Linked DNA regions of Mus musculus: regions 1, 2, 4 and 5 are each linked to region 3. Evidence: chromatin contacts called from public HiChIP or PLAC-seq and promoter capture Hi-C data. All regions are on one chromosome and are shown on one strand. The core of a region is the stretch at or near the end of the contact, and the rest is flanking DNA. Distances in the headings are between cores, read along the strand shown.

Region 1 (2,809 bases), core at 9-2,508, 350 kb after region 3:
ACAGCAGGGATAAACCAGCAATTTCCTGAGCTGTGTGCACCCAAGGTCTGGTTGGAAATGCCAGAAAGACTCAGTCAGAAAAGGTGGGTTCTACCTCATCACTTGAGTGTATCTGTCCCCCTCCTTTGAGACCCTACAGCCCCTCATCCCGACTTCTGTCACTTCCCGAGTCTGTTTACGCTACCATCTCCTCTCCCACTCCCCTCACTGCAGGGACATGACTGGAGACATCTTTATAGCCATAAGGCTGGCCCTCTCGCCCAAGTCCTCCATTAACCACTGGGGAAATAAAGACCCAAAGGAAGAAAACTTGTCCAAGGTCACATCCAGTCAGCTACATGCACCCCTCCCAGTCGGTACTCCTCACCCCTGAGCTGCCTCCTACACGGCAGTGACATCCCAGTGGGTGGGTCGACAGCACCTTGCTTCCACTCCATCAATTCCAGCAGAAGCCTGCACGGTGCCTGAGTGAACTGCTATGCTCTGAGGTCTCAGTTTATTTGAGGTGGTAATGGGTTGGGAGGCAAACGCGCCTGGATCAATTATTTCTCTATTTATTTGATCAGCTTGGGCTAAAACAGCGCCCATCTCAGCCCAGACCACCCACAGTCAGCTTTTTCCTAGAACGGACACCAAAACTAACCTGGGTGACCTTCTACAAGCGCCTTCGTCTTGTCGTCCCTCGGATCCTTGTCTGTGAAATGGGTCGGTCGGCCTCCGCAGCCCATGCCCTCTACCCACCACAATTACCGTATTTGCCCTGAGCTTGAAAACTCTCAATTAACCAACCACTGCCCCCGATCTCGGGCACTGCGGAGCGGACCAGGAACACCAGCCCTCTCTAGAAACAGTGCTGGAGGCTGGAACCACACAGTCGAGGACCGAGTCTGCGCCCCTCCGCGCCACCCTCTCCTCCGCTCGAGCAAGGAGTCCGCTGGACGCCCGGCGCGAGCCTGCAGGAGACCCGGCGCGCAACAGGGCCGGGTTCCCGCCACCGTCCGGCCTCCTGGGCGGCCGGGCGCCGCCAGGGCCCAATATTCAAGGTCCCTCTGGGGCATGGAGCCCCCGGTGCACCGGGTTCCTCCAAAAAGGACAAGACACTCCCTGCAGGGGTGCCCCCCGCTGGGGAAGAGCCCCCTCAGGCACCTCTCGGCCTCCGTACCTGACCAGAGCTGCCTCCCCCGGCCGCCACCACGGCGCTGCCGGCCCCGTCCGCCTCCTGCGCCGCCGCCATCTTCCTGCTCCGGGTCCCCGCCCCCGCCGCCAGCCCCGCCCCGTCCCCGACGGCGCCAGCGCGATCGCGCGAGATTTTACGCTTAACCCGTCCCCACCAGGCTTCCGTATCAGAATGGAGCGCCTCAAGCCACGCCCTCTTGAAGGACCAACTAGGCCACCGTACTCGACGTCCGCCCCTTTCACCGCAATTTGGTTGTTTTGGTCTAGCAGGGAGTGACTTCTCCGAGTGCTTGAACTTTCTATAGCAGGAAATGCTCTTTTCATGGGTTCTACTTGTTACACTCGGCCAAGGTGGATGGTTATTTTTTTGATTGTATGGTCTTCCCAAGCAATTCCACCGCAGTTCGGATGGCCGTTTCTTCTCGGGTTTTACAAAGTCGATGGTTTCGGAGCTTTTCCGGCCACCGTAGCGATTCGCTAGAGCCACGCCCCTCTTGAAGAGAAAACCCCTCTCTGGCTGCGGATTTTCGACCTAAGGGGTGGTCATTACTTTGTTCTTTTCGCTTCTGATGCGATTTCCTTGTCTTAAGCTTTCGTCATCAACCCTCGGAGACTGTAGTTCATCCTTAGGCCGTATCTGCTTTCTTACGGACACCACACCTGGAAATGGGACCCTAGTCACTTTTTTCAAATAAAGACTCGTTTATTTGTTTTATGTACACGAGCACTGTATCTTTATGTCAGCAGAGGGCATCAGATCACCTTATAGATGGTTGTGAGCCACCGTGTGGTTGCTCGGAAGTAAACTCGGGACCTCTGGAAGAGCAGATATGCTCTTAGCCGCTGAGCCACCTTCATCCCGGACCTTAGCCGCTTTTAGGCCGCTTAGTTTAGCACTCGTCTTCCATTAGGGGTCTGTGCTTTCTTGCAAACCTCGAATCTTTAAACACAAAGACAGGATCTCATTCTGTAGCCCAGGCCGGCCTCAACTCCTGATCCTCCTGCCTCAGCCTCCAGAATACTGGGATTAAAACATAACATACATGAGAGTAATAATCCTATTTTCTCCTTTTGTTTGTTCGTTTTGATGGGTAAAGGGAAAGGTCTTGAAATGAAGCCCTGGCTGTGGCAAGCATAGAACTTGCGGCATCTTCTAGCCTCATCCTCAGGAGTGCTAGGAGTGCTATCGGGGATTACAGGTTATGTCTCAGCACATTAAACAAGTGAGAGACCAATTCCTTTGGGTTCAGACTCCATCTCAGAGAATCTGACTTAAGATTGAACTCAAGTAAACTAACAGGCCGGTACCTAGCACTAGTTCTAGGCTACACCGCAACAAGAGCTTGAATAAAAAGATCCTAATGCAATTGCTTTGGATTTGGCTCCTTGGTGGTCTTTTTGGGGTTCACGAACGTTTGTTTCATGGCACAGCACAAGAACACCATGATTTTACATTAGATACAAAATCTCTCAAATTGTTAGCTACAAAGTTAGTGAATTATATCAGTTACAAAAAGTTCTCAAATTTTATAGTAACTAAAAAGTCAAAGATTGTTAGACCACAATCAAGGACTGGGAGTGTTGGTGCTCGACTTTAGTCTCAGCACTGAGAAGGCAGAAGCCAGTGAATCTC
Region 2 (2,810 bases), core at 212-2,711, 290 kb after region 3:
AGACTTCTATCTCCAACACCATAGAAAAATGGCCACAGTGGAAGGGGGTGTGGGGGAAGACGACTAGGATTGTGAGGAAAAAGAGCTCTTGCCTTGACACACCTCCAAGCCCAGGGCCCTTCCCTCTGGAGCCCGCCCGCCCCACACTCAAGTCTGCTCACTCACAATCTTCTCATAGTACTCCCGACGCCGCTCCGCCCTCTTCTTGTAGTCCACCATCATGCCTCGAAGTTTCCGCTCATGCTTCCGAGCCTCGTGCCACATGGTGCTGAGGCTTCTGCCTGAGGGAGGAGGGCACCAGACATGTCAAAGGGACTATAAAGACCACGTGGGTAGAGTTACAGTCCTCTGACATGTTGGGGTTGATCCTGATGGACTAAATTCCAAGTCCCATGGCTTCAGGGGAGAGAGAGACCCTGCTGCAGACCAGGACGCTGAGTGCACAAAAGGACTCCTAACAGTCCTGTGGCAGTAGCTCCAGAACTATGAGAAAGCTCTCTGTGACCTAGGTAAGATCTTCTCCTGGGAAAAAAAATCCTCCTAGATTCTGCTCGCTAAAGTCCATATGAAAGACTATAGAGTAGATAGCCTTTGGAAGGCTGATGCAGAACTGTCTTGAGTTCAAGGCCAGCCTTGGTTACACTGTCCAGTGTAACCTAAATATGGAGATCCTACTTTAATTAAAAAAAAAATGGCTGGGAGTGATGGTGCATGCCTTGAATCTCAGCAGTGGGAAGGCAGGACAGGCAGATGTCTGAGTATGGAGCCAGCCTGGTTTATGTACTAAGTTCCAGGCTAGCCAAGGCTACATAGTGAGATGCTGTCTGGAAAAATAAAAATGGAATTTTTGAAATAAAAGGAATGTCTGAAACCGATCCGTAGCTGCCAGGGCTGGGCTCACAAGAACCCCTAAGATCCCTCTGCAGGAACCATGCATGGTACGGGAGGGGGGTGCAGCAGTGTTGTAAGGTAGGTTAGTGGAGAGAGGCAACAGCACAGCCCAGACACGCTTGGGGAGGGGGGTGAGGCCAGGTGAAGGGCGTGGACAGAGGATGAAGATGGTCAGGCGGCTGAGCTCTAAAGGAGGGACGTGAAGCCGGCCAGGCAGGCTAAAAAGAGAGAGTGCGGCCCTGGGCCGGAGCGATGGGTGAAAGACAGGGACGGAGCTGCGTCTGGGGACCAGGGTCCGTGCCGAACCCCAAAGCCCGGATTCGGGCCTGAGGAGGGGCGAGGGGCGCAGCCTGAGGCCTGTCAGGGCGGAAGCAGGCGGGGCCGCCGTCGGGGCCCGGCGGACACCCACGGTGATCTCCGGAGCGCCTCGGACAAGGATGAGGTCGACTGCCACCGCTCGGAAGCCGGGAGGTCGGGGTCGGATGCCTGCACTCACCGGCCAGTCGCCGCCTCCCACTGCTGCGCTCGCGCGCGCTCACGACCCACACCGGAAGCGGAAGTGAGAGGTTGAGCGAAGGAGAGAGGCGGCGCTGCACAAAAGGCACTTCCGCGGTCGAGAGGAAGGGCTCTGGGATGTGGGCGTGGCTCTCGCGATTATGGGCGGGGCCTGCAGGGTGGCACCATCTGGGACCTGTCCTAAAAGTGAGAGCTTAAGTAGAGGAACCCAGAATTCCAGACACGTTTTGTTGTTGTTTTTAAAGATTTATTTCTTTTAGGGGCTGGAGTGGTGACAATCGATTGAGAACTGGAAGCTCTCGCCAAGGTCCTGAGTTTAATTGCCCGCACTCACATAGGGCTCACAACCAGTCTCTTTTTTTTTTTTTTTTTTTTTAAAGATTTATTTATTTATTATATGTAAGTACACTGTAGCTGTCTTCAGACATTCCAGAAGAGGGAGTCAGATCTCATTACAGATGGTTGTGAGCCACCATGTGGTTGCTGGGATTTGAACTCTGGACCTTCGGAAGAGCAGTCGGGTGCTCTTACCCACTGAGCCATCTCACCAGCCCAACAACCAGTCTCTTAACTGTAGTCCTATGGGATCCAGTGCCCTATTCTGATGTGCATACATGCCGAGAAAACACCCATATGCATAAAATACAAAAATAGAAAAGTCTTTTTAAAAGATTTATATTGCCGGACAGTGGTGGCACACGCCTTTTAATCCCAGCACTTGGGAGGCAGAGGCAGGTAGATTTCTGAGTTCGAGGCCAGCCTGGTCTACAAAGTGAGTTCCAGGACAGCCAGGGCTACACAGAGAAACCCTGTCTCGGAAAAAAAATATTATGTGTATGCCTGAAGGTGTATGTTTCTCTGAGATGTATACACACACATATATATTATATAATTTTATTTAATCCTATATGTACATATATATGTATACATATATGTACGTGTATATGTATATATAAATATATATGTATACACACAGACATATATGTGGGATTAATAAAAATTATCTGTAGGTTGTGTTCAGTTAATTCAACAATAGCAGGCTAGGAACAGAAAGGCCAAGAACTCAGTAGATCAGTAGATGCTCGGGCTACAAGGCTGGATGCCTCAGCTGGTCTTCAGTATACACTAGAACCACAGAGAAGGCTCTAACGCCAGTGAAGGAATGGACTTGCTAGCAAGACGATGGCAAGCAGGCAAATACCTAAAGCTTCCTTCTTCCACATCCCTATATACAATCCAGCAGAAATCGTGGCCCAGATTAGAGCTGGATTAAAAGTGTGTCTTCCCATCTCAAGATCCAGATTAGAAATTGAGCTTCCAGGGGCTGGAGAAATGGCTCGGCGGTTAAGAGCACTGACTCTTCTTCTGGAGGTCCTGAGTTCAATTCCCAGCAACCACATGGT
Region 3 (2,817 bases), core at 184-2,683:
GCTAAAGCTCGCGCCGCGACAGCCAATCACAAAGCCACGCTGCCCCCTCCCTTAGCAACGTGGCCTCGGCGTTCCAAAATAGAACGTGCCCGGGACGTCAGGGGCGGGGCGGGCGGAGGGGGCGCTGCGCGCTGTGCGTGCCCCGCGTCAGACGGAGGATTCCAGCGCGTCAGCCTTTACGCACGGGTCCCCCGTTACGTCTCCGCGCAGGAGGCGGAGGCAGCGTGACCGGGGTTCGAGGCCCTAACTCTTGCTGGGTGGAGGGTGACTGCGGACTTGCAGTCCGCGTTTTGAAGGAAGAGGGAAGAGGAGGAGGCTCCTGGAAGCTTCTCTGGAATTTTTTGTTTCTTTTTCTTCCCCTACTTGCCTAGCTTCGGCTTAGGGAGCCGGCTTTCGGCTAAAAGTTCTCAGCTTCTGCTAACCACCGGGTATATACTTTGCACCGGGCATCGCCAACGTTTGCCCAGCTGCATTCCTTTCCCGCGCTCCGCGCAAATAACCTTTTGCAAACATCACTCCATTCTTTGCAGTTTGCAAACAACAAAAAACCAAAGTGCAAACCGAACTATTGCAATCCCAGATCCTGGGTTTTGGCGCGTCTCTATTTGAGAGGATGCTCAATCTACACTTTAGCCTGAAAGAAACACCCCCCCCCCCAACCACTAAAGTAGAATCTTTACGATCTAAAACTTACCTGGGAGGCGGCGGCGGTGGGTGGACTGCCGAAGGAGTCCACCGAAGACAGGTACTGAGACTCGGCGGAGGGTGATGAGCTACACCGGGAGCCGGAGTCGTAGTCTCCGGGAAAAGCTTGAAACATTTCCCTGGGCACAGGGGGGCCCCTGTGACCACGCTGAGGTCGCCGGGAAGCCAAGGCTATGGCCGAGTGGAATGAGATGCGAGTCCGGAGTAGACCGGACACGTCTCCAAAGTGCGCTGCTCGGGGAAGCTTAGTCTCCGGTTCGGAGAACTGCCCAAGTTTCGATGCAAGTTCCCTCTGCAAGATCCCAGATCCCCTTCAGACCGCCGCTGTACCTCCTGAAAGTCCAGGCTCTGTCGGTTTCACGGGGGGCGACGCGGGGATCGCTCCCCGCCCAGAAACCCGCCGGGCAGTGCCGCGGTGCAGCGTGCGCTTCAGATGCAGTTCCAATCCTGTCGAAGCGTCCCAAGAAATGAGGGAGAGCAGAGGGGCGCGATCCAGAAGCCCACAGAAAGAAAGTCTATCCTCCGGACGAATCGGAAGAACGATCTAGAAAGAGTCTTGCAAAAAGGAAACCCACAAAACTTTCTCTCCAGTTTAAAAATATATATAAATATATATATATAAATTTTTCACGGCCTCCAAGAAGAAGAAAAAGAAAGAGTCACCAGTAGTCAAGTCCAGCAAGCCCCGGCTCCGCGTGTCCCCGGCGTAGCCGCTCCAGTCTTATGAATGAAACCGGGAGCTGCCGGGCTGAATTTATGCCTCCGGGACCCGCCCCCGCGCTTGCGTCACCCGCAACTCCATGCACAAACCTCCCAAACTCTCCCTTCCCGCCGACTGAGCTCCTTGTGGCGCCCTCCAGGGCCTCGTGCACCTGCCACCTGCCCATAGTGTGACCCTGGGGGTCTCGGGGGTCCCCAAGGCTGCGTTCTGAGGGGCTTCGCGGGAGGGGATCCCGCCCCGCCCTCCCCGGAGTTCCTGTGACGCAATTAGCCATATAAGGAGCTCGGCCAGCGCGGCCCAGTGTTTGTTTGGTATCCTAGCAATTACGTCAGAGGGAATCCCTCGCTCCTGCGCGCGCCCGCTGTTGCGCTGTGCGGAACCCGCCCGCGCCTGCGCAGTTCCACGCTGTCCCGGAGGCTGAGATTGACAGGCGCCTAAACTCCCTCAGAAGGCCCCTGCTGACCCGGGTTGGAGAAGGTGCAACTCCAGATCCCAGGTCTGCTTATACCCCTGGGACCCCACCCTCCCCAAACCGGTGCAGCGCCCCTGCTGGTGAAAAAGAGCAAGGTCCCCAGTGCAGATTCTGGCGAGAGGGGTATAATCAGTCTAGGTGGGGAAACTGAGGCTCAGGAGGAATTGGAGAGTCTGTGATATCTCCAGGTGTAGGGATGGGTAAGGATGCAGTCCCCTCCCCACTAGCTTTGTCACGGATTCTGTGTGACTCGGTGAGCTTGGAAAATGTGCTCCCTCCCTGATCTAAAACTTCAGTACTCATAGCTAAGCAAAGGATAGGTGGCTTTTCCGGGTCCCTGAATCTGGGGGACCTGCAGAATTGGAGCAGGTAGGAACCCACACCCGGTGAGTTCTTCAGGCTTGATGGTGTTGGAAGCCTCTCCTTCCCACTTAGCTCAGGAGACAGAAAAGAAAGTGTGTATACAATAATAATTGAACAATAATAATTGGTGGTGTCTGGTGGTGGTGGCAGCTGCGGCAGCAGCACACATCTTTAATCCCAGCAGAAGCAGGGAGATCTCTGTGAGTTCGAAACCAGCTTGTTCTACAGAGTGAGTTCCAGGACAGCCAGGGCTACACAGAGAAACCCTGTCTCGAAAAATAAATAAATAAAATACTAGTGCATTAATATAATCGGTGGCATGTGTTTAGCAATCAGCAGGTATCAGCCCCAGCAAGATGGTTCACAGGTAAAGGAGCTTGCTACACATACCTGACAACCTGAGTCCCATCCCTGGGACTCACGGTGGAAGAAGAAAAATGACTCCTAAAAATTGTTCTCTGATCTCCACATGCATGCAAAGACAGAAAACAACCAGTACTCATATGTAGTAATAATAATAATAATAATAATAATATCAATATTAATGATTTAAACA
Region 4 (2,862 bases), core at 222-2,721, 440 kb after region 3:
CAAAGGAGAGATAAGGTCCCGAAACCAGGAGTTGGGACTCTTAGCGCTCCAGCCCCGCCCCGCCCCTCCCAAACTAGGTGAAAGCGATACCGGAAAACTTCCCCAGGGACGTTGCCACTCACAAGGAAAGGGGGAAGGGGAGGAAAACTGCAAACCTCCCGGGCTCTGACTCTACCTGGGACACAGCCGACTAAGTTCCCAATTTCAGGCTACGTCTTTAAGCCTTTGATTATATTTGGGGGCAGAGGGGTAAAGGTCAGAGTCCCTTGATCATTAAATTCCATTGCCTACAGCTAAATCCGAACCTGCCAAGATAGTGCCTCTGGACCCTAACTGCACCTGGACCCCAGCGAGCAGAGCTCTTTGCCCACAGTTAAACCCAAGACCCACAAGTTTGAACCCCTTTTCTCCAATTCTATCTAGACCCGGGTTAGGCTCGCCTTCTGAGATCCTGGAGGCAGAACCTCTTAATTTTCCCAGAACCCAGGGGTCAGTGTCTGTAAACTCCCTGAGGCTTGCACTCCAGACTCACACCCTTCCTGCCCCTGAGTGCCCCCAACTCTCATCATTGGTTTGCCAAGGGCTCCCAAAGACCGAACTCATCCCCCCCCCAACACACACTCGTCTTGGGAACCTCGACTGTGGGTCCCCTCGCGCCCAATTCTCCCCGGGCCTCGGATGCCCAACCCAACAAGAAGGAAAAGAAAAAAAAGGGGGGGGGGTGTCGTCCCTCCTCACCATCACGACCCTCCAGCTAGTGTGAGTGGGGGGAACATTCTCCACATTCCTGAGGGGGGAGAGCAGAGACGGAAATCCAGATTCCGGATAAGTGATCAGCACAGGATGGGGAGGATTTAACCCTTTCCACGCCGAGGGAGGTGGAGGGGGTCAGAAACCCGGGTTAGAATGGACACTTGTGATTACGCGAGGTGCAGAGAGGGAGGTTAGGAGACTCGGAGAGAGAGCCCGGTGTGTTGCGAGAATCTCGATCAGTAGGGCCAACCTAGAAGGGGGCACGAGGGAAAGGGGCCTCGGGGAGCTGGGAGTGAGGTGGGGGACGATGCCCCGTTCCCTCCCTTCTGAGGACTGACGAAGGCATCCGCGCGTTTTCACCTGTTTCCTGAAGCAGGAGCAGTAGCAGCGGCAACAACGGCAGCGTCGGTGACAATCTGGACGGCGGGAGGACTGCGGCCCGGGCCATGGGGGGCCCGGGGAGGGACTGGGCCCGGGCAGGGGGTGCCTAGGGACCACTCTTCGTGTACCGATCGGCTGGGAGGGCAGTCAGGGGTCTGAAGTGTCCGGCTCCAGGCCGGCTTCCGCCGCTCACGGCTCCCCGGATCAGTTCGTTCGGCCCAGCTTTCCCTCGCCTGGCTCTCAGGATCCGCGCCCCCCGGCCCCTCGCTTAGCTCCAGCGGGCCGGACTCATGACGTCACAGGCCCCGCCCCTCTTCGCCAAGCCGATCCTAGGGCTCAGGCTCCGCCCCTCTCAGGGCTAAGACCCCGCCCATCCCGCGTCCCACACCTGTCTGGCCCCACGATTCTATCTCCGCCTTCTCCTGGAATTAACTATTTGACCACGCCCACTCGACATGGAGCCACGCCCACACACAACCCGGGAAGACCCACTGCGCCCCCTACTGGTCACTCTAATGAGACGCGGTCACACCCCCTTCTAAACTTCCGGTCGCCTCCCACCAGGAGAAGCCATGCCTTCTCGCCCAGACCACGCCCCACTGCCCTCTGGTTAGCCTGAGTATGTGGGCTCTCATAGGGCCTCCCTTCCTGAGGCACCGCCCCTTGGTGAGGCCACACCCCTGTCCCAGCCTTTCTCCTAGTCCTGCTGCTGTGGTAGGTCGGGGTCACTTCTTAGTGGACCCCATTTCTTTCTGATCTCTGCCCTGGGTTCTCGTGTCGCCGCATCATTTCTTTCCAGATTTCTCCTCTTTCTCTACCTCTGAGTCTCCCTCCGCATCCCCATGTTTCTCTGTGGCTCTGCTCTGGTGTTTCTTTGTCTGTCCATGTGCCTATGTCACTTAGTCCCCGTGTCTCGTTGCATTCCTTTGACTGTGTGCGTCTCTCTTTGCGTCCCTGTCACTTTCTGTTTCTTGTCTCATAGTTTTTTTCTGTGTCACTCTTAATATTCCTGTCCCTGCATCTGGCCTCTGCGTCCCTCCCACCCAGTATCCTTTTTTTATATCGCAGCCTTCCGCGAGGGGGCAGCATAAACCAACCCAGCAGGCCGAACCCCGCTGGGTGGGGCTGGACCAGTCAGTCTGTCCTCTGGCCCTACCAGTCCCTTCCGGTTGTCCTTGTCCCACTTTCTCTATCTCACCAGAATCCTGTGGTCTTTGTGGCTGGTTTTGAGGCGGCCCTTTTGTCTCTTCGTAGACGCTCCACCCTCCCCACCCCCACCCGCCTTTTCACATTCCCAGGGCCGCCGAGTGGAGCTAATGAGAAGGTCCACTTGTTGGGGATGGGGGAGGGGAACAGGTACTCCGCTGCTGAAGTACCTGACAGCCAAATCCTCCCCAAGGGCCAGGCATTTGGGGGTTTCTTGTGAGAGAGCCACCTGGGCTGGGGTAGGGCCCCTTCTCCACCGGCCACATACATGAAGCCCCTCTCCCATGTGGCAAGGCCCAAGGAGTGGACCCTGGCTCTGACCAACTTGCTTTCCACTCTTGTTAATGCTCCTATTTGTTTGCTTGCTGATTATTTTGTGTGTGTGCAGGCCGTGCTGACTTCTGAAGGGCAAATAACAACTTGCTTTGAGTTGGAAGCAGCAAGTGGGTGCCGGGGCCCCAACTCACGTAGCCAAGTTTGGTGGCACAACCTTTGAAGCCATTCCACCCACCTTGGTTTTGT
Region 5 (2,854 bases), core at 324-2,823, 490 kb after region 3:
GTAACTGAGCAGTGGTGGTACGGCCTTTACTCTCAGAGGCAGAGGCAGGTGGATCTATGTGGGTTCTGGGCTAGCCTGGTCTACAGAGGGAATTCCAGGATAGCTAGAGCTACACAGAGAAATGGGATCCAAAAACAACCAACCAATCTACCAACCAAACAAGAGAACCAGTTTATTACTCTGGGCTGATTGTGGTGCCAGAGCCCTTTGACCCCAGTACTCAGGAGGCAGAGGGAGGTGGATCTCTGTGAGTTTGAGGCCAGCCTGGTCTACAGATCGAGTTTAAAGGCCAGCTGGAACTACATAAGAAAGAAAAAAAGAAAGGAAGAAAGAAAGGAAGAAAGAAAGAAAAAAGAGATATGTATTTTCATTATATATACACACACACATACATACATATATATACACATATATATGCACATGTGTGTCTCTATATATTATACTATATATATATATGTGATATATATATTTATTTATTCAGGCAAGTCACAACAAGGCTAGGGAGCCAGACCCAAATCACCAGTTTAGACCTTGCTCTGGGTTCCAGCTCCAGTTCTATGCAGTTGTCCCACAAGCCAGAGGGCAGGCACGTCTAAGATCCTTGGAACAGACATCTTTGCTGGAACCCAGACAGGTGGAAGTGGAGGTGGGAGTGGGGGCTGGCCTGTTTCTCAGGCTGGACAGGTGGGTCCAACTCATCCTGCCTCCCCAACAGGAAGTTTGCTCTTTTATTTTTTGTTGTTGTTCCGAGACAGGGTTTCTCTGTGTAGCCCTGGCTGTCCTGGAACTCTTTGTAGACCAGGCTGGCCTCGAACTCAGAAATTCGTCTGCCTCTGTCTCCCAGTGGGATTGAAGGCGTGCGCCACCACTGCCCAGCTGAAGTTTGCTCTTCTAGGAGAGACACACGCCTGCACCCCAGGTTCAAGCTGATCTACAAAAGGAAGAAAGGGGGCCTGGAGGCAAGGGTGCTTAAAGGGGGGAATAATGGGGAGGAAGGCTGGACCTGTACTCCTGGGTCTGATGGAATAAAGGGTCTTGACTTTTGGGTCTGATTGAGGAGAGTTGAAGCTTGTACTTCTGGGTCTGAAGGAGGAGGGTGGAACCTGGACCCCTGGGTCTGAGGGAACAGGCGGCTGGTGGCACACAATCCGGAAATCACTAGTTTGTGACTTGTCTCTGAGGTAGGTTAGCGCTCACCTGAATCTGGAGCCCTCCCGGAAAACATCCTGGTTCACGTCCTTTTTGCCTCGGGGTGGCAGGAGCTCCGCCACCTGCCTGCCTTTGACCTCCAGATTGGCCAGGTAGATGGCCAGAAAGTCATCGGCGCCACCGGGACCCTCGGGGTCTTCCCTGGCCTCGCGCCGGGCCTTTGCCACCTCTCCAAGTAGCTGCGCGGTGCGGGGCAGCAGGTCCCGCAGGGACGGGGGCCCCGTGACCATCCTGGGATCCCTGCATTGCTCTTCTAGGCGCTGGAGCAACTTCACCGCCCGGCTAAGCGCGCGTGGCTCGCCCCGCTGCCACCCTCGCGGGGCTGCCGCCGCAGCCATGGGTCCCTCGGGTGGCTTGGGACTGGGACGGAGGGGTGTGGCGGGGAAAGGCTCCAGGTAGGGGCGGGACCAAGAGGGAGCAGGGGGCAGGTCCTGGAGGACCAGGAGGGGACTGTAGGTAAAAGGGGCCGGCCTGGAGAGTCTGAGGGAGGACGGCTGAAGCTGGACGCCTGTAGAGTCTGAGGGAGGAGAGCTGGGACTAGACCCCTGGGTCTGAGAGAGGAGGGCTAGAGTCTGGATTTATTGGTGTTGAGAAAAGAGGTGGTTCCGCAAGTAGGGCTCTGGGACAAGGCACCCTTTCATGAATTGTGGCTGAAGCTGTCAGTCTTTCTTCATAGGGGAGTCAGAGAGCTGAGTCTTCTAAGAACAGAAAGTCAAGTAGTTACTCTATGTCCCCGAGGTAAGGTACTAGAACCACCGGAGTTCGGGCTCCCGTGGCAGGTAAGGGAAATTTAGTTACAGTTTAAGTACCCAGATTTTCAAAAGAGGTGAAAGGGGTGTGGCGGAAAGTGGCGTTCAGGAATGCACAGGGCTGCAGGAAGTGGCTGCCGGGCAGGTTTGCACCCCAACCTGCCAGACCTGTAGGTCCGCCCTGATTATGCTTCAGACAGCCACCAGAGGGCGCCGTGGACACGGTTCTCTCTGCCCCAGGGCACCCAGGGCATCCAGCAAGCCAGCCACCACCCCAGCTAGGCCCGGTACTGACTCCTCAGCCTGCCTGCTCTCTCACTCTCTCCTTCTCCCTTCCTCTCCCTTCCTCTCCCTCCCTGTTTGGCAAAAACTCCAGATCCAGGAGATCTGAAGCCTCTGTCCTCTGAAGACACCCTGGGTAAGCACACACACACACACACACACACACACACACACACACACACACACTTTGTTGTTCTAGCTTTGTTTTTTTAGACAGTATCTCACCATACAACCCTGGGCGTCCTGGAACTCTCTCTGTAGACCAGGCTGGCATCAAGCTCACAGAGATCTGTCTGCCTCTGCCTCCCAAATGCTTGGACTAAAGGCACGGGGCATGCCTGGTACAATATCTTTTATTATTAAAAAAAAAAAATCCCAGCACGATGGAGTCAGAGGGAGACTAATTTCTGATTTAGAGCCAGCCTGGTCTACACATTGAGAGTTCCAGGTAAGCCAGAGTTACACAGAGAAATCCTGTCTCCAAAACAAACAAACAAACAAACATAAAAAATTGAAGTTGAATGTGTTTTCAGATAATTTTAAACCTAATTATTCAGGAAGAAGAGAACAAAGATGTTGAATTATGGTCCAGCCTGGGCTACAAAGCAAGGTTC

The links. Promoter capture Hi-C pulls out the DNA fragments that hold promoters and counts their contacts. HiChIP or PLAC-seq counts read pairs in DNA pulled down with a chosen protein or histone mark.
Region 1: a promoter capture Hi-C map of pre-B cells shows a contact between it and region 3, with 4 times the contacts expected there. The contact joins the promoter of Clptm1 here to the promoter of Fosb in region 3. A contact is called at or near these places in 5 of 39 promoter capture datasets (the C10 cell line, liver, pre-B cells and 1 more) and 3 of 115 datasets of contacts at active chromatin or transcription factors (bone marrow-derived macrophages, embryonic stem cells and pancreatic cancer cells).
Region 2: a promoter capture Hi-C map of liver shows a contact between it and region 3. The contact joins the promoter of Clasrp here to the promoter of Fosb in region 3. A contact is called at or near these places in 8 of 39 promoter capture datasets (the C10 cell line, cranial neural crest, embryonic stem cells and 4 more), 1 of 484 Hi-C or Micro-C datasets (embryonic stem cells), 3 of 115 datasets of contacts at active chromatin or transcription factors (bone marrow-derived macrophages, effector CD8 T cells and embryonic stem cells) and 1 of 9 other capture datasets (pancreatic islet).
Region 4: a contact with region 3 is called in an HNF4G HiChIP or PLAC-seq map of pancreatic cancer cells. The contact joins the promoter of Nectin2 here to the promoter of Fosb in region 3. A contact is called at or near these places in 1 of 39 promoter capture datasets (cranial neural crest) and 3 of 115 datasets of contacts at active chromatin or transcription factors (embryonic stem cells and pancreatic cancer cells).
Region 5: an HNF4G HiChIP or PLAC-seq map of pancreatic cancer cells shows a contact between it and region 3. The contact joins the promoter of Cblc here to the promoter of Fosb in region 3. A contact is called at or near these places in 3 of 39 promoter capture datasets (embryonic stem cells, liver and maxillary cranial neural crest) and 2 of 115 datasets of contacts at active chromatin or transcription factors (bone marrow-derived macrophages and pancreatic cancer cells).

The regions. Positions count from the first base shown.
Region 1 is chr7:19,663,772-19,666,580 of GRCm38.p6, forward strand. It overlaps Clptm1 (cleft lip and palate associated transmembrane protein 1), which reads right to left and starts at 1,259. Exons shown (of 14, transcript NM_019649.2): 1 at 1,163-1,259. The coding sequence starts at 1,234.
Region 2 is chr7:19,603,025-19,605,834 of GRCm38.p6, forward strand. Clasrp (CLK4-associating serine/arginine rich protein) reads right to left here and starts at 1,462. Exons shown (of 21, transcript NM_016680.5): 1 at 1,388-1,462; 2 at 166-281. The coding sequence starts at 264.
Region 3 is chr7:19,308,612-19,311,428 of GRCm38.p6, forward strand. Fosb (FBJ osteosarcoma oncogene B) reads right to left here and starts at 1,434. Exons shown (of 4, transcript NM_008036.2): 1 at 695-1,434. The coding sequence starts at 820.
Region 4 is chr7:19,748,102-19,750,963 of GRCm38.p6, forward strand. It overlaps Nectin2 (nectin cell adhesion molecule 2), which reads right to left and starts at 1,472. Exons shown (of 9, transcript NM_008990.3): 1 at 1,114-1,472. The coding sequence starts at 1,201. It overlaps Gm34744 (a long non-coding RNA gene), which reads left to right and starts at 1,469. Exons shown (of 3, transcript XR_881878.3): 1 at 1,469-1,848.
Region 5 is chr7:19,795,236-19,798,089 of GRCm38.p6, forward strand. Cblc (Casitas B-lineage lymphoma c) reads right to left here and starts at 1,574. Exons shown (of 12, transcript NM_023224.5): 1 at 1,198-1,574. The coding sequence starts at 1,547.